Regions from separate parts of the Zea mays genome. Here region 1 is linked to region 2. Evidence: chromatin contacts called from public Hi-C data. All regions are on one chromosome and are shown on one strand. The core of a region is the stretch at or near the end of the contact, and the rest is flanking DNA. Distances in the headings are between cores, read along the strand shown. Region 1 holds the start of LOC100136880 (respiratory burst oxidase-like protein D). Region 2 has its middle 34 kb from the start of LOC100136880.

What was found. A called contact is a pair of places that touch in the nucleus more often than the background predicts.
Region 1: a contact with region 2 is called in a Hi-C map of endosperm, with 4 times the contacts expected there. The contact joins the promoter of LOC100136880 here to the enhancer-like site in region 2. A contact is called at or near these places in 9 of 25 Hi-C or Micro-C datasets (bundle sheath, ear, endosperm and 2 more).

What each region holds. Positions count from the first base shown.
Region 1 is chr4:197,887,011-197,891,032 of Zm-B73-REFERENCE-NAM-5.0, forward strand. It overlaps LOC100136880 (respiratory burst oxidase-like protein D), which reads left to right and starts at 2,417. Exons shown (of 8, transcript NM_001164287.1): 1 at 2,417-3,123; 2 at 3,267-3,423; 3 at 3,514-3,562; 4 at 3,680-4,022. The coding sequence starts at 2,493.
Region 2 is chr4:197,853,023-197,857,635 of Zm-B73-REFERENCE-NAM-5.0, forward strand. No RefSeq gene overlaps it. Among protein-coding and RNA genes, the nearest start is that of LOC100136880, 34 kb to the right of the region's middle. Within about 2 kb of position 1,554, at least 19 of the 20 cell types and tissues checked have an H3K27ac peak or open chromatin away from gene starts, as enhancers often do. A contact at or near this core is called in bundle sheath, ear, endosperm and 2 more, where this site is marked.

The DNA of each region.
Region 1 (4,022 bases), core at 1,167-3,666, 35 kb after region 2:
GAGTCTGGGTACAAGCAACTACCTGTTCTTCTATATGCAATGAAGGCGGTTAATCCAAGCATGCATTATGAGTACATCCCTAAACCAAATGCATGGATTGATGGGAGGCATATATTCTTCCGTGCGTTCTAGTGCTTTCCCCAGTGTGTGGATGCCTTCAGGCATTGTCGTCCTATCTTTTCAATTGATGACATGTTTCTTCTTGGCAAGTACCAGGGCACGCTTCTAATTGCCATATCCGGTGATGCGAACAACAAGCTAGTTCCCCTGGCATTTGCTCTGGTTGAGAAAGAGAACAAAGATAGTTTGGGGTGGTTTTTGCGAATGGTCCGGATACATGTGGTTGGTCCAGGACAGGAAGTTGGTGTAATATCAGATCAGCACCAGGGAATACTCAATGCGGTCCGTGAGCAGATCGATGGGTACCCTCCTTTGCATCACCGCTGGTGTACTCGACACCTTGCTGAGAATCTTCTGCACAAGGATGGTGTGAAGGATAACTTTGAGCTTTTCCAGAAGACATGTCACCAGCTGGAAGACAAGTTCTTTAGGGAAAAGTTAGATAAGCTCAAAGTCGCAACAAATGTCGAAGGCAGAGATTGGTTGACTCGATTGATACCAGATTTGGAGAAGTGGACGAGAGCTCACGACTTAGGTGGATGGAGATATGAGTTCCAATGTAGTAACACGGCCGAGTCATTCAACAAATTATTGTTGGGCATACGTGGTATGCCGGTCACTGCTATAGTATCGTTTACCTTTTGCAACCACCTAATAACTAACTGCTAAATAACTATTAATTAATAACAAAGAACTAATTATACTTAAAATGACAAATTTAATACCTCGACTGCCGGGGGCGGGGCAGGGCGGCCTCGGTCGGGCAGGCCGGGTGCGGAGGCGGTGGGCCGGCGAATGGGCGGCGCGGGCCGACCGGGAGCGGGGCGGAGGGAGAGGCGGCGAAGGGGGAGGCGGTGGAGAGGCGGCCGGGCCGACCGGGTGCGGCGGGGGAGGCGCGGCGTGGGCGGAGATGACGAGGAAGAAGAGACTGAGAAAATTGCTGGACGCCGGTTTAAAGGGGGTCGGCGCCATAGATCTTGCCGCCGACCCCCTGACACGTGTCAACGTCGTTCAGGGGTCGACGCTCACCCCTAAACCTCTGCCACATCCGCCTGCCACGTAGGCATGTTTGGCGGCTTGGCGCCAATGTTAGTTGCGCCGCTTTGCGTTAGCTCGACGCCAATGATGATGACATCGAGGTTGGAGTCCATTTTTAAAAATGAAACTGCAAAGGACATATCTGTGCAAAAAAACACAAAAAATGGCTAAATTGTAAACAAAAAACGGGGATGTTTCCCGCTGGCTTGGCTCGCGCGCTTTGAGTTTCGATCTGACCAGATTCTCGGAACGCAACTAACCAAACAAACACTGGTTTACGGATGGATGGATGTAATTGCAGGTCCAGGGAAACCAACCAAACGACTGATTCTGCACACGTGTGGACGGTCCGTGTCGCTACGGCGAATAATCCGGACAATTTTGATACTCAACAAATGAGACATTATATTGTAAGAGAAAATTACGTGTGGACACAAACATGATCGTAATCGTTGGACTTTGCAAGGAGAGGAGGGTCTTATGTATAACGTATGTGGTTAAGCCGTCACCAACGTCAATGTTTACAGGGTATGAACGTAGACACTATTAAGGCCGGGTTTTTTTTTCCGTGGAAATCGCATTTTCCTTTCCGTGCCCAAATGCAGGCAGAGCCGTTAATCCATCGGAGGCAAGACAAAAGTCGGAGGTCTGGTTCCGTGTCCATACGCAGCAGAGACAGGGCAGCGGAGAGGTGAGCAGCAGCCAGCCAGCCAGCAGGCACGCGCTCACGTCGGACGCGGACACGTACGTTACTACTAGATACGCACCGCGCCGCATACGACACACCGCGTGCGTACAACGGCGGACCCTGTCGAGACGGAGGCCGGCCGGCGGGGCCCCAGCGCCCGAACCGGCCACGGGGGATATTGGGTTGGGCGAAGACGAGGCGAGGAGGATTTGGACTTTTGGAGGAAGCAGCAGCCGCAATGTTTTCCGCGTCAGCCGTCTCTTGACCCCGCGATTTTTCTCCCGTGCTCCGTCACCAAGAGCACACCACACCTCTGTTCCCAGTTTCCCACAACAACCTCGCCCCATTCCGTCCCGTCCCCACCACACTGCTCGGCGGCGGCGGCGCCAGCGCCAGCGACGACGACTAGTAAAACGTAACGCGCGCCCTGACCCAGTCCCGATACGGGCTATAAAGCTCACCGCCCCTCCGTCCCCTCCTCGCAAACGCAACGTCCGTCCCTGGGCCTCCCGTTCCCCGTTCCTCCTCCCTGACTCCCTCCCACGCTGCACCGGCCCCCCTCCGCACAAGCGTTTCGTTCGTTCCTTCGTAACCTCCGTATCAGCAGCTGACGCAAAGAGCTAGAGCTGCCGGTGTGCCGGTCGCCATGCATAACCCCAGGCCGGGCGGCGGGGACATCGTCGAGATGTCGTCGTCCGCCACCGCCGAGGGGCGGGTGATCCCGCACAGCGGCCCGCTGAGCAAGAAGTCGGGCGCCCGGAAGAGCGCGCGGTTCGCGGAGTCCGTGTCGGCGCCGCTGTCCGCGCCGCCGCCGCGCGCCTCCGCCAACAACAACAACAACAACGACGACGACGACTACGTGGAGATCACCCTCGACGTGCGCGACGACTCGGTGGCGGTGCACAGCGTCAAGCCCGCCCACGGCGGCGGCGCCGGCGCCGGCGCCGGCGCGGGCGGCGACGACCCGGACGTGACGCTGCTGGCGCGCACGCTCGAGAGCCGGCGCTCCTCGTCCTACGGCCACTCCGTCATCCGGAACGCCTCGTCGCGGATCAAGCAGGTGTCGCAGGAGCTCCGCCGCATCGCCTCCATCAACCGCCGCGGCGCCGCGGGGCCCCGGATCGACCGCTCCAAGTCCGCCGCCGCGCACGCGCTCAAGGGGCTCAAGTTCATCAGCAAGGCCGAGGGCGCCGCCGGATGGGAGGCCGTCGAGAGGCGCTTCGACAAGCTCGCCGAGAACGGCCTCCTCCACCGGTCCAAGTTCGGCCAGTGCATCGGTGAGTGAGTGCCTGAGTGGTCGGAGCCAGGAGAATTGGTCGAGCGAGCATCTTTCGATCGAGCGTTTCCATCGGCTTTTTGTCTTTGTCGCGTGTTGATTACGATATATGATGGGTATATGAACACCACTGTCTGTCTACAGGGATGAAGGAGCCGGAGTTCGCCGGCGAGCTGTTCGACGCGCTGTCGCGGCGCCGCAACATCTCCGGCGACAGCATCAGCAAGGCGGAGCTGCTCGAGTTCTGGGACCAAATCTCCGACACCAGCTTCGACGGCCGGCTGCAGACGTTCTTCGACATGTACGATTGATTCACTGCATGTTGCTGCTACTAGCCTTTCTCCACCACACACAGCAAGTAATAATACCATCGATCGGTTTGCCCCTGCAGGGTGGACAAGGACGCCGACGGAAGGATCACCGAGGAGGAGGTCAAAGAGGTAACTCCGTCAACAGCCTTTCTCCAGTTGGTTAAGCCGTCGCCGTCGCCGTCGCCGTGGCCCCAAGCTAGAACAGAAATCCAAATAACCAAATGCTTCTTCCTCTCCCGGCCGCAGATCATCACGCTGAGCGCGTCGGCGAACAAGCTTTCGAAGATCACGGATCAGGCGGAGGAGTACGCCCGGCTGATCATGGAGGAGCTGGACCCGGGCAACCTGGGCTACATCGAGCTGTACAACCTGGAGATGCTGCTCCTGCAGGCGCCGAGCCAGTCGGTGCGCATCGGCACGACCAACAGCCGGAACCTGAGCCAGATGCTGAGCCAGAGCCTCCGTCCGACGGCGGAGCCGAACCCTCTCCGGCGGTGGTACCGGCGCGCGCAGTACTTCCTGGAGGACAACTGGCGGCGCGTGTGGGTGATGCTTCTGTGGCTGTGCATCTGCGCGGGGCTGTTCGCCT
Region 2 (4,613 bases), core at 304-2,803:
GGGATAAACCACTGTGCCATCTCTGTGTTGATCTCTTTGTGGTTATCGTGTTGTGCAAGTTCTCCTCTCTAGCCACTTGGCTTAATTGTGCTAACTCCTAATCAAGTTTTGTGGCATTAAGTTTCAAGTTTTTACAGGATCACCTATTCACCCCCTCTAGGTGCTCTCAGTTAGTTTGACAAACAATTTGTTTGAATAGTGGGCATGCATGTAAACACTGTCGTTATTAATAATGTCTTCTTTTTCTTTAGAATCCAAACCCGTTACATGACTTCGTCAACGAGTTTTTCGCTTCTGAAGGTAGTGTTCACAACTCCAACGACCCCGATATGTGATGGTGTTAGTTTTGTGCCGAATTGTGTGTTGTAATGGACTATTTGTGAACTTTATGTTGTATGGACTGTTTGTGAACTCGGATGTTGTAATGGACTCCAATTTTATGTTGTGGACTATTTGTGAATTGTGGATTTAATGTTTATGTATTGTGGATGTTGTATGGACTGTCATTTTATGTTGTGGTTATATTGTTGATGAATTTGCTGTTATTTTTTGCATTTTTTTTCAAAATTTTTTGCTCTAAAATTTTTTGCGGCCTTCCCTGGCCGCCGAATATAAAGAATACTATTTTCGGCAAGCGTGGATTTTCGGCGGCCAGGAGGCGAGCCGCCGAAAGTTGACTATTTTTGGCGGCCAGGTAGTAGCCGCCGAAAATAACACTTTACTTTCGACGGTTGTCTGCTAGCCGCCGAAAGTAAGTTATTTTCGGCGGCTGGACTCTGGCCGCCGAAAATATAGCCTTATTTTCGGCTAATTTTTTCTGGCGGCCAGTAACCGCCGAAAATAAGCCTAAGGCCGCCGAAAATGACTGTAGCTCTTATAGTGGACAGGCGTGCAGCGGGTTAATTTGAAATAGATGTGAGAGATTATTTGTAAAAAGATGACGCGAAAGAACCGTTGAAACTGGTGCTTTAATATAATAGAAAATTCATGTATAATTGTGTACATTGTATATTTGCGTTCCTTCGGATTGTGTACGCTGTATATTTGGGTTCCTTCGGATTAGGTAAAGTTTAGCGATAAAACGGAGAGAATATTTTGTATTTTTTTTAAAAAAAGTTTTACATGCGATTTATTGGTATTAAGCCATCTCTGAAAAAAAACTAGATCAGGTCTTGCCCGAGCAAATATATTTACAATAAACAGTGAGCCGTCAGCTCCTGCAGACGCGCGTTAGTGAAACGCACAGTTTTTTTATTGGTGAAAGTTAGAAATTACGTCAGTAAAGGCGCGTGTTTATTAGGACCGTCAACAACGAAGATTTTCTTTACGATCGAGTGAAATCACCATCTGCCCTCTATATTTCGTAAAAAAAAAAGAGAAGGTGCCACGTACTCCACTGTATACATATCCGTCGGTATCACCAATCACGTCACGGATGTGGTGCACACAGAATCCGCCAGACCGCCACACACGACACGCCCACACTACTACGGCGCGGCCAGCTCGTCGGAACTACTATTACGTACGTGCACGCTGAATTCACCTGCGCGGAACCGCCCGCTGCTACCCTACCTGGTCAGACGTACGGCGTTGCATTGCATTCATCGTTCCACCACCTACCACGCCTAGACTAGGCTGTTTGGTTTGATGGCTAACTTATCACACTTTGCCTAACTTTTGTGTCTAAGGTTAGTTCTTTAATTCGAACGACTAACCTTAGGCAAAGTATGACACATTTAGCCACGAACAAACAGCCTCTATGTCAACGTCGCGTGTGCCGTCGCGTGCGCCGCAGCGTAGGTGCGGACCCAGCAGCTAGCCCGTACGTGGCCGTCGACGTCTGCCGGTTGCCGGATTCCGTTTCGAGTTCGTAGTGCAGCTAGCCGGCCGCCCGCCGCGCCTCGGCCAGTGACCGCCTAACTAGCTTCCACCAATCCGTGGCTGGAGTTCCCTGACGAGTGAGAGACCGTGACGCTCATCCTCCATCTCCAGGTCTGAACAGCAGGAAACGATAACGACGAAGCCTTGGCGCGCGACAGATCGGTCCCGCGCGTATCCGTGCAGCTAGCGCCAGCAGCGCAGCAGATGGAACGCACTAAAGCGACGCCTGCTGCCTGCCCAGCCGGTCAAGGCCGTTGGCATTTTGGCAGCGCGTGCCACGCGTGCACGGGGTACGATGTCGCCGGAGAGCTCGATCGCGGCCGACGGCGGCACAGCTAGCACGGCGACCCGCCGTGTACGTACGGACTGGTTAGCTAGCTGGGCCGGGTGTCTGTCACGTCGGTGCACAGAATTTTCGAAGTTTTCTAGTTTTGCTTTCTCACTTTTTTCGATCTTGTGCTTTTTAAACATTTGACTCCTTTGAGAGGATTTGACTTAAAGATTGATTGGTGGTGAACTCCTCATACCACTGCATACACCTAGTTGTTGCAGATTTTGGTTGCGATTTGAGAAAAACTCAGTTTCAACTCGTTCTAAAAAAACTCCCAACAAATTAAAACATGAATTTCTTGCTGTATTTTTAAATCTACGGTTGATTCACAAGTCCGATTGAGCTCAAAATTTGTGGAGATCTTGAAAAACATATTTGCTCAGATATATGTAAAATTTCATCTCAATCGGAGTTCGTTTGTTTCGGTTTTGAATTTAAAAACAGAATTTCGTACTGCTGAAAACAACACTTGCTCGTGATACTGTTTTAGACCATTTCGGACTTTTCGGTGTCCAATTTGCGATCTGTTTGTTTTGCTGGTCACATGTGAGTATTAGGAACATTTTGTAATCATGAGATCACTATTTCGCTGATATGTTCTTGGTTTGAGCACTTGCTTTATCTCAATTGAAGTGAAGTGTTCATTTTCAGTGTTTGGAAGCAAAATCTGATTAGATCCCCATTCACCCCCCTCTGGTCGCCTCACCGGTCCTACAATATCTATACATGGCCTGATGATCATAGTATAATAAAGTAAACATTGTTTTGTCGTGTATGAAGATATACTTGATGTATATCTGTGCGGAATTCACCTCTATGTCGTGTACAGTATGGCCAACAGATTACATCACCACATAACAAACATCAGCGAACTGAATTCACCAGGGAACAAAACAAACTAGGAGAAACAAAACAGACTTTGACAACATTTAAATAGCAGTGATCCTATTCGTAAATCTCCAACAAAAACGGGCGAATATTTGGATAGACGTCTCCTATCGCCAAAATGCCACCTTTATTAAATCCTCTTCGTCCTTATGAAGTTTAGCCTAAAGTCTAAGCCAATGCGTCATTCGAAACATCAGCAAATAAGTAACCATAGAGAATTTGTCAAAAACTAAATCATTCCTACTAGTTCAGATAGCCCAATGTAATATTGCGACACCTGTAAAAATTATATTTTTTTATTTTTGATGTTACCCCTAAAAGTCAAGATCCAAAAACATGTTTCACTGATCTAGGTATTCTGAGGCCAAAACAACAGTGAGTGAGCCTCCAACAGAATCGAGCAAAATCACACTTAAAAAACAAGTGTTGTATGGACTCATCTGAATCACAAAACACACATTTTTATTGACATGCCAATTACGCCTAGCTAGGTTATATTTTGTTAAAATAACCCCTCTGAGTATGTACCACAAAAAACATTTATCTCCAATGGTACTTTAAGATTCCACAAAGGTTTGTGATAAAAAACCTTGACAATATTCATTAAAAACTATACATGGACTTAACAGAAAATTGTTCTGAAGGTAATAAATTCCATTTGAAAATATCATTCTCTTCACTAAGTTGAATATGAGCAATACTTGCAACCAGCGTATTCCAATTCCTTAAATTTTCCCCACCAAAGATCTTCGAAAAGAAATTTGTAAAGGAACACTAGCAAATACACATGCTACCAAACACTCTTCCTACAAACAATGTTATATAAAGAGGGGTATTTAAACATCAAAGGTTGTCTATCTAGCCATGTATCTTCCCAGAATCTAATTTGCTTCCCATCCTTTAGGATAAAGGAACCAATACTAAAGAAAGAATCCTTCATAAAAACATTGACAATATTTGACAATATTTGCTTCCCTCTGAGTATGTACCACATAAAAACCTTTATCTCCAATGATACTTTAAGATTCCACAAAGGTTTGTGATAAAAACATTGACAATATTTGTTGGAACTTGCTCTCAATCGCAAGGGGGCCAACAAGGGAGAACAGTGGTGACAACAGGGTTACGTGCTAGGAGGCAATAGCTCTGTTAATCTAGCCTCTCACGGGCACTGTGCGGGGGTATTTATAGGTATCTGAGTGCCCAGCGCCTTGTGTTAAGGACGCATGTGCCCTCAGACGCCTAGTTTATCCCCAGAATATTCCCATAAAGCAGGGTTACAGGCTGTAATTACAAGCATGCCTTTACAAATTAGGCCCGTAACACAAAGGCGGCCACGCAGGGCCCGTTACAATGGGCCAGATCACACGTGGGCCTCAGAGCTGAACGAGGCCGTGCTGCGGGATGGCGTCGCCGCAGGCCTTCGTCCGGTGCCGAATCGAGTGAAGGGTGTCCCCGCCCGTTTTGTCTCAGTCAGACCAGCGACAGCAGCGAAGGCCTCGAGCGAAGGGTG